Linked DNA regions of Zea mays: region 2 is linked to region 1. The links are chromatin contacts, called in public Hi-C maps. All regions are on one chromosome and are shown on one strand. The core of a region is the stretch at or near the end of the contact, and the rest is flanking DNA. Distances in the headings are between cores, read along the strand shown. Region 1 holds the start of LOC103649719 (annexin-like protein RJ4). Region 2 holds the start of LOC100282081.

Region 1 (3,857 bases), core at 1,336-3,835:
AAAGAGTTTACGTCCCCGTTGAGGACTCCATAAAGGATGAGTCTCTTTCAACCCTTTCCCTCTCTTACATGGTCATGAAGACCCGATGAGTGTTTCTCACTATCATGGGGACACCAAGTCCCGCAAGGACCTCCACACAAAATATTCTAAGTCTCTTGCCTCGCTTTACAATCAAGAGAATGAGGAAGGGAGTGAAGTGAAAATCTCGAATCAAGGACACAAGAACTCACAACTCTCTTTTGCTCAAGCCACTAAGTCTCTCAAATGCAAAACAGATCAAACGTGACACAGAATTAGCTTTGAATGCCTAGAGAAGTTGTACTTAATGTGTAGTAGGTTAGAGCAAATCTTGTGTCTTCAATATGCTGGTTGGGGGTATTTATAGTCTCTAACCACCAAATGAACTGTTGGAAAATTCTGCACAAAAGTGGTCTAACAATGGTGCACCTGACCGTGAACACTGGCTTTGCAGGTTACTATTCCGATGGTGTTAGCCGACCATTGGAACATGTCAGACGGTCCAGTGCGCCAGCTCAGAGAAGTCCTGATTTACATGCTCTCTGTGTAGATGGTCTGGTGCGCCACCGGACGGTCCGGTGAGCCAGCCAGTAGCCCATTTTTCTTTGCTTTGTGCAAATCTTTTATGAAGCCTTTTGACCGACTTTGAAGATATTTCTATGACTTAGACAAACACTTGCAATGACAATCCAACTAGTCTAAGTTACATTTCTTGGACTTTTTCTTCTCTCTTTCTCATAAAGCTGTTTTTGCTCTAACTAGCTCCAAATGAGTGTTTTTTGTAAATTTGAGTCATCCAACCTCCTTAGATGTATCAAATATGTTCCTAGGGGTGTATTTAACTTAAGTACTTAACCAAAGTGTGAAACTTGATATTCTTCATATTTTCCAAGTTTTACCCCTTTGTGGTTGGATTTGAGCTGTTTTGACTTAGAATTGAGTTGAGTGGACTTTTGCACATGTAAATCAAAGACTATGCAAACTAGTTAGTCCATAAGGTCGTGATAGTCATAAAGCACCAAAAATAATTAGAGAAAATGGTTAAATCCATTTCCCTTTCACCTTCTCCATATTTGCAAAGTGTAGTATGCGGGTATCCCTATGGACGTCAAAGCCTGTCCACTTTAAAACAAAGACACAAAAAATTCTAGACGAACAAGATATGATACAGGTCTTCGTCGCCATTGTCAACTTAGTGCTGACGTATTATCCAGACAAGAAATCGTCATTTTAGTTTCTTGAGATACAACCTCATGCCAACTTCAAGGATGTGTTATGGTTTTCTTGTCCCTGGCCTTTCAGGTGTGCATCTAAAAAGCTCCTCATGATCTCCGTCAAGGATCACTAAGAACCCAGTTTACTGGTTCAAAGTGCAGAGATGCTGCAAAGAACACTGTAAAGATCGTTGCGGCAATCCTTGAGAACCAATGGATACAGATGATGAATCTTGCAGTAACTAACTGAATTAGTTGAACTGAGATCCTCAAACCATTCATACGGGGCACCATTACCAATGTTCTCATATGCCTCTCAGCAAGCTGGCTCTGGAAGGTGGAGCTATACTGCCCCGTCATAGCCATGGGCATCGAGGAACTTGCAGAAGTATCACAGGATGAGCAAGTTGAATGTGTGATTCAACTAGCCTACAGAACATCAAGAAAGGATAGCTGGATTAATGTCGAGGTGAAAGTCGAAAACATAAGGTCAGTTATTTCAACATATAAGAACCAATTTTTCATATTACATGAACTAGAATCAAGTTCCATCTTGAAGTAGAAATAACTTGGTTTTTTAGCACAATGGCCAAAGAATGGTTTTATTTTAGTGGTAACCTGTAAGGAAATGTACTTATATTTTAAACTAGAGATTTTCAAGAGGCAGGAAATGTACTTTTTTAATTCAAAAGCTTATATTTTAATATAAAAAAATAATCTGATTTGTTGTAGACCCGTTAATTTGAACTCGAACCTGTTAAGTGGCGTTTCCCGGCGAAAAATGACCGAAAACCAGTTGAGAAGCGGTTGTTTTCACCGAGAAAAACGGAAAACGGTATTTTAAATTTGAAAAATACAAACCACTCGGGATTAACGGTTTTTGGGCGGATTTCGTTCTCGCTGTTGAGCGAGAAATATGTTGAAAACGGGACGGTGAACCTTGCACGCAAGAGTATATTCGACGTAAATAAAATATATGTGATAGAAATATGCAACAACGTATAAAACAAAATCGCATATCCATTAGCAAGCAGAATTTGGTGTGGATGTATGTCAAAGCTATTTTTCTTTGTCCTTGATACTATATATATACTGTATTCGTTTTGTTTGTTTTTACCAAAACCATGGATATTCCGAGACATTGAAACTCACAGGCATCGAAATCTGAAACACCCCACAGTTAAATGCTAAAACTAACCGGAGAAAAAAAAACGGAGTAACGCGCTGGATTATTATTACCATGCAGTTTCTTCAAGGTTTCAATTCTAGCAAACGGTCAGATATCATATCTCCATAAATACCAGGGGGTGGGTGGGTGTTGCTGTGATGAACAAACGAACCAATCTAGAGAAAAAGAAAGAAAAGAAAGGAGGAGGGAGAGATCAGGGCATAGTGAAAAAGAAAAATGGCAACAATTGCTGTTCCTCGAGTTGTCCCTTCTCCTGCTGAAGATGCCGCGGCTCTCTTGAAGGCGTTCCAGGGTAAGGTCATTGTTGCTCCGCCTGATCTCTCTGACACGAGCGTAAAACGCTCAAACATTGGCCTCATCTTTCATTATTAGCTAGCTAGGTTATGTTTACGTAAACATATTCTTTTTCTTAAATAAACGGACAGACAGGGGAGCTGAAAAGCTGCATGCACGCATTCAAAACTGCAATATTGTGCTCCTTTGCACAGCCTCCATCCCCGGTGGAAGGAACAAAACAATACATTAGAAATGACCGACTTGCGAGCTGTTTTTCACTGTGGTTCATTATATTCAGGATGGGGCACCGACGAGCAGGCGGTGATAGGCATCCTAGCCCACCGCGACGCGACGCAGAGGGAGCAGATCGCGCTGGAATACGAGCACAAGTACGGCGAGAGCCTAGTCCAGCGCCTCCAGTCCGAGCTCACCGGCGATTTTGAGGTTCCGATCACCGTGCTTTCATCATCTGGTATAATTAGTTTTTTTTTTTTGACATCGCCTGAGCTGACGAATTTGAGGGTGCAGAGAGCAGTGTACCACTGGATGCTGGGCCCCGCCGAGAGGCAGGCGGTGATGGCGAACGCCGCGACGGAGTGCCTCCAGGAGGAGTGCGCGGTGATCGTGGAGATCGCGTGCGCCAACTCGTCCGCCGAGCTCGTGGCCGTCAAGAAGGCCTACCATGCCCTGTACAGGCGCTCCCTGGAGGAAGACGTCGCCGCTCGTGCCACGGCCGGCAACCTTCGCAGCGTACGCCTGCCTGCGTTTGCGTTGCTTATTTCCCCCGGCCGGCCCTATAGGTTGGCATATATGCATGCATGAATCATGATCCATGCATCCTCCAGCTCCTGCTCGCCCTGGTGAGCACGTACAGGTACGACGGCGCCGACAGCGTGGACATGGAGCTAGCGCGGTCGGAGGCGAAGGCCGTGCACGAGGCCGTGAGGGACGGCGGCGGCGCGGGGGGCCACGAGGAGCTCATCCGGGTCGTGGGCACCCGGAGCAAGGCGCAGCTCAGGGCCACGTTCGGCTGCTTCAAGGACGAGCACCGCCGCAGCGTCGCCAAGGCGCTGCCGCGCGGCACCGACCCCACGGGGTACCTGCGCGCGCTGCGGGCGGCGGTGAGGTGCGTCGCAGATCCCAGCAAGTACTTCGCCAAG
Region 2 (3,630 bases), core at 803-3,302, 200 kb after region 1:
CCTGGGTCGGGCGGAGCGGAGTTTGTCGTCTTCCGGGGCTTAGCCCGAGTCCGAGCCCTGGGTCGGACGGAGCGGAGTTCGCCGTCTTCAGGGGATGAGCTCGAGTCCGAGCCCTAGGTCGGGCGGAGCGGAGTTCGCCGTCATCAGGGGTTGAGCCCGAGTCCGAGCCCTGGGTCGGGCGAAGCAGAGCTTCCTATGGTGCCTGCGGCCGGGCCTGACTGCCTGTCAGCCTCACTCTGTCAAGTAGCACCGCAGTCGGAGCGGCGCAGGCGGCGCTGTCTTTCTGTCAGGCCGGTCAGTGGAGCGGCGAAGTGACTGCGGTCACTTCGGCTCTGTCGACTGAAGGGTGCGCGTCAGGATAAAAGTGTCAGACCACCTTTGCATTAAATGCTCCTGCGATTTGGTCGGTTGGCGCGGCGATTTGGTCAGGGTTGCTTCTTGGCGAAGACAGGGCCTCGGGCGAGCCGGAAGTATGTTCGTCGCTGGAGGGGGGCCTCGGGCGAGACGGAGATCCTCCGGGGTCGGCTGCCCTTGTCCGAGGCTAGGCTCGGGCGAGGCGCGATCGAGTCCCTCGATTGGACCGATCCCTGACTTAATCGCACCCATCAGGCCTTTGCAGCTTTATGCTGATGGGGGTTACCAGCTGAGAATTAGGAGACTTGAGGGTACCCCTAATTATGGTCCCCGACAGTTACCAAGATCTGTTGTATATACATATGACTTATCAATGATTTTCAGGTTGTTGTAACTATCCAGTATCGTACAACTGACTTGTTACCTAGGGAGAAACACTGCATGAGTGTTGTTGGTATCCTTGTCTAGTGAGCGAAAGTCTCTCTTATCTTTTGTTTCTCTTCGTTTGATTCAGTCCAGTCATTTCCTTAAATTATTTATAGATATGAGGCGGAGGGGGTGATTCTTGCAGATTCTCCTAGAGGTGGAGGAGGATGAAGTGGTGATAGACTTCAAGCAAACTCCAAGTGTCGTGTCGACCTCTGCCTCCGCTCCCTGCACACATCCCTCCCAGTCGTCTTCAAGGTCCAGACCTCCTCCCCGCTCAAGTTCCTCATCAGCACGTTGCACAGTGTCGTGTCGTCGCTTTCCTCGGTGTCCATACGCGTCGTGCGAGGCGTCCCGCTTCATCTCTAATCACCTTTATGTGCACATCGTCCATATGTGACCCCCTTCTCCATATAATTTCAACAAATTTTACTCTTTTGGGCTCCGTGTAATTTCATTAGTAAAATCTCTACTAATTATTAATGCTTCAAAGTTAACCTGTCATTATGTGTTATATATATATTTTTATTGGTATTATATGATCCCGTTGCAACGCACGAGCACTCACTTAGTATAGTATAGAATAAAAACATACAAAATTATAATAAAACATACAATATTAATTAGTGTTTTTTTAAAAACAATAAAAACCGGTAAACACAATAAAATCCGACTAGAAATATCGGTTTACCGTCGAGAAATCTCTGAGCCCGTTTATTAAAATTTGAAAATTCAAATCGATCAAAAAAATTAAAACAATAAAAGCCGAGTTTTAAATTTAAATTATCAAATCGGTCGGTCTTCACCAGTTTTCTGTCTAAAAACCGATACCAGTACCTACCGGTTTTTACCCTTAAAATCCGTGGGCCACACCAAGGGGTGAAACCCCTACATTTTGCCTACTTTCCATCCAAATAATCATTTCCCCAAATTTTAATGTTTTCAATCTTCTATTCTGCAGCTGCATTCTTGTGTCATTTCTATATTTTTATTATTCGCGTGTTTACGTTTTTCTGTACTTTCGAAGGATATTTTTCTTGTTCATGTGTTTATGTTTTCGACTAAGGCCTTGTTCGTTTACGTCGGATTGCACCCGGAATCGTTCCGGTTAATCAAAGTTTATATAAATTAGAGAAGCAATCCGGTTAGGAATCGTTCCGACCCACCAATTCGGCACAAACGAACAAGGCCTAAAAATATATATATTCCGGGAGACGTAAAAAGGTGAACGCCACCTGCGAGTAGCAATAGCAACAGGCATGTAGCCCCGGTGCTGATGTGGCATGTCTGCCTCCACCCCTCCGCCACCACCACAGCCGTTGCCTTTGCCGCGAGCGACCGTAGCGAGGTGATTGCAATGGTGGCCTCCACTGCTTCCCGCCTCTCGCCCCCGCGCTTCAGCACCCCTTCCCCGTCTCTTCATCCTCCAAACCGCCGCTCGCGCTTCTCCCCTGTTCGCGCAGCCAAGTACGGCCGTCTTTGCCCCCCCGCGCGTCTGCCTTGACTCTGTTGCTCGGATATTCTCAGATGTCTGGGGAGGCTGGAGTAATGTTTGCATCACTAATTTAAACTAGGACACTATGAAATTGCAATTCAGTTTTTTTCCCGTCCATTTTATGCACCTTTATCTTTGTGCAACCCAGTTTAGCACAACTTGCTCCTCGTATGTGTGCAGCGCCCAGTGATGTTTTATATTAATCTATGTGCGTTTGATTTGATGCCCCTAGTTCTGGTTACTATCAACATCAACTCTTGTTGTTGCCATTGAGGTGCAAATTTAAGTTGATTGCTTCAGCTAACTAAGGTCACTATTGTAGGTTGTAGCTGCAGCTAATTATAGCTCTTAAGTTATTGAAGTCTATTTCATCTGTCAACAACTCGGTATTCAGTCATATGAACCTGTCATTGTAGGTTGGAAGCTGTGCTGTCTATTGGTGCTCATCTAATCCCACACCCAAGAAAGGTTAGTTATTTATTTTAACCGCATAATTCAAATTGTTCGGTGATCATTGTTTGCGTCCTTTTGCAATTGAGCTTGCCAGACATCCATTTATATTTTATATTCCATAGGCTGCAAGTGGCGGAGAAGATGCTTTCTTTGCCAATAGCGATGCTGGCGGAGTATTTGCCATTGCAGATGGTGTCTCGGGGTATTCCCATCTTTGTTGCAATAAACTGTTTTTCCACACAAAAGAAGTTCTGCAGTGAACTGCAGTCAATGTTTTTTTTACTTCTGAGTGTTTCTAGCACTTCCAATAAACATATGTTGTTTTCAGTAATATGCATTAACACATGGTTTTTATCCTGCTAGTCATTCTCTTATCTACTGACAGATGGGCAGAAAAGAATGTCAATCCAGCTCTATTCTCTCGAGAGCTCATGAGAAACAGCTCTAATTTCCTCAATGATGAGGCGGTATCTCTTGCTAAACCTCAACACTATTTATAGGCATCATTTTCTTTACTCTATGTGCTTGTAACAAATTCATGTCACATGGAAGTTGCAGGTCAGTCATGATCCTCAGATTCTTCTCATGAAAGCTCATGCTGCAACTTCTTCTATTGGATCTGCAACAGTGTAAGCATTGTTTCTAAAGTGCTATGTTTTATATGGCCTTACAAGTAACTCTTTGTTTTTAATGATACTTAAAAAGATGTACAATTCATTTCATGGTAATATAGAATCATCGCCATGCTTGAGAAGACCGGGACTCTAAAAATTGCAAGTGTGGGAGATTGTGGGTTGAAAGTTATTCGTAAAGGTAGACTTGAATGAAACAATATACAAATTATCTATTTTGTACCAATTCTAACCAGTGATGCTCTCCTCTTCTTCAACGACATACTAGGG

Evidence for each region. A called contact is a pair of places that touch in the nucleus more often than the background predicts.
Region 2: a contact with region 1 is called in a Hi-C map of ear, with 1.8 times the contacts expected there. The contact joins the promoter of LOC100282081 here to the promoter of LOC103649719 in region 1. A contact is called at or near these places in 8 of 25 Hi-C or Micro-C datasets (ear, leaf, root tip and 2 more).

What each region holds. Positions count from the first base shown.
Region 1 is chr3:14,124,586-14,128,442 of Zm-B73-REFERENCE-NAM-5.0, forward strand. LOC103649719 (annexin-like protein RJ4) reads left to right here and starts at 2,586. Exons shown (of 5, transcript XM_008675454.3): 1 at 2,586-2,713; 2 at 2,996-3,141; 3 at 3,226-3,447; 4 at 3,543-3,857. The coding sequence starts at 2,638. It also overlaps the pseudogene LOC103651767.
Region 2 is chr3:14,321,060-14,324,689 of Zm-B73-REFERENCE-NAM-5.0, forward strand. It overlaps LOC100282081, which reads left to right and starts at 2,053. Exons shown (of 12, transcript NM_001154994.2): 1 at 2,053-2,247; 2 at 2,692-2,743; 3 at 2,851-2,930; 4 at 3,114-3,195; 5 at 3,287-3,357; 6 at 3,462-3,541; 7 at 3,629-3,630. The coding sequence starts at 2,138.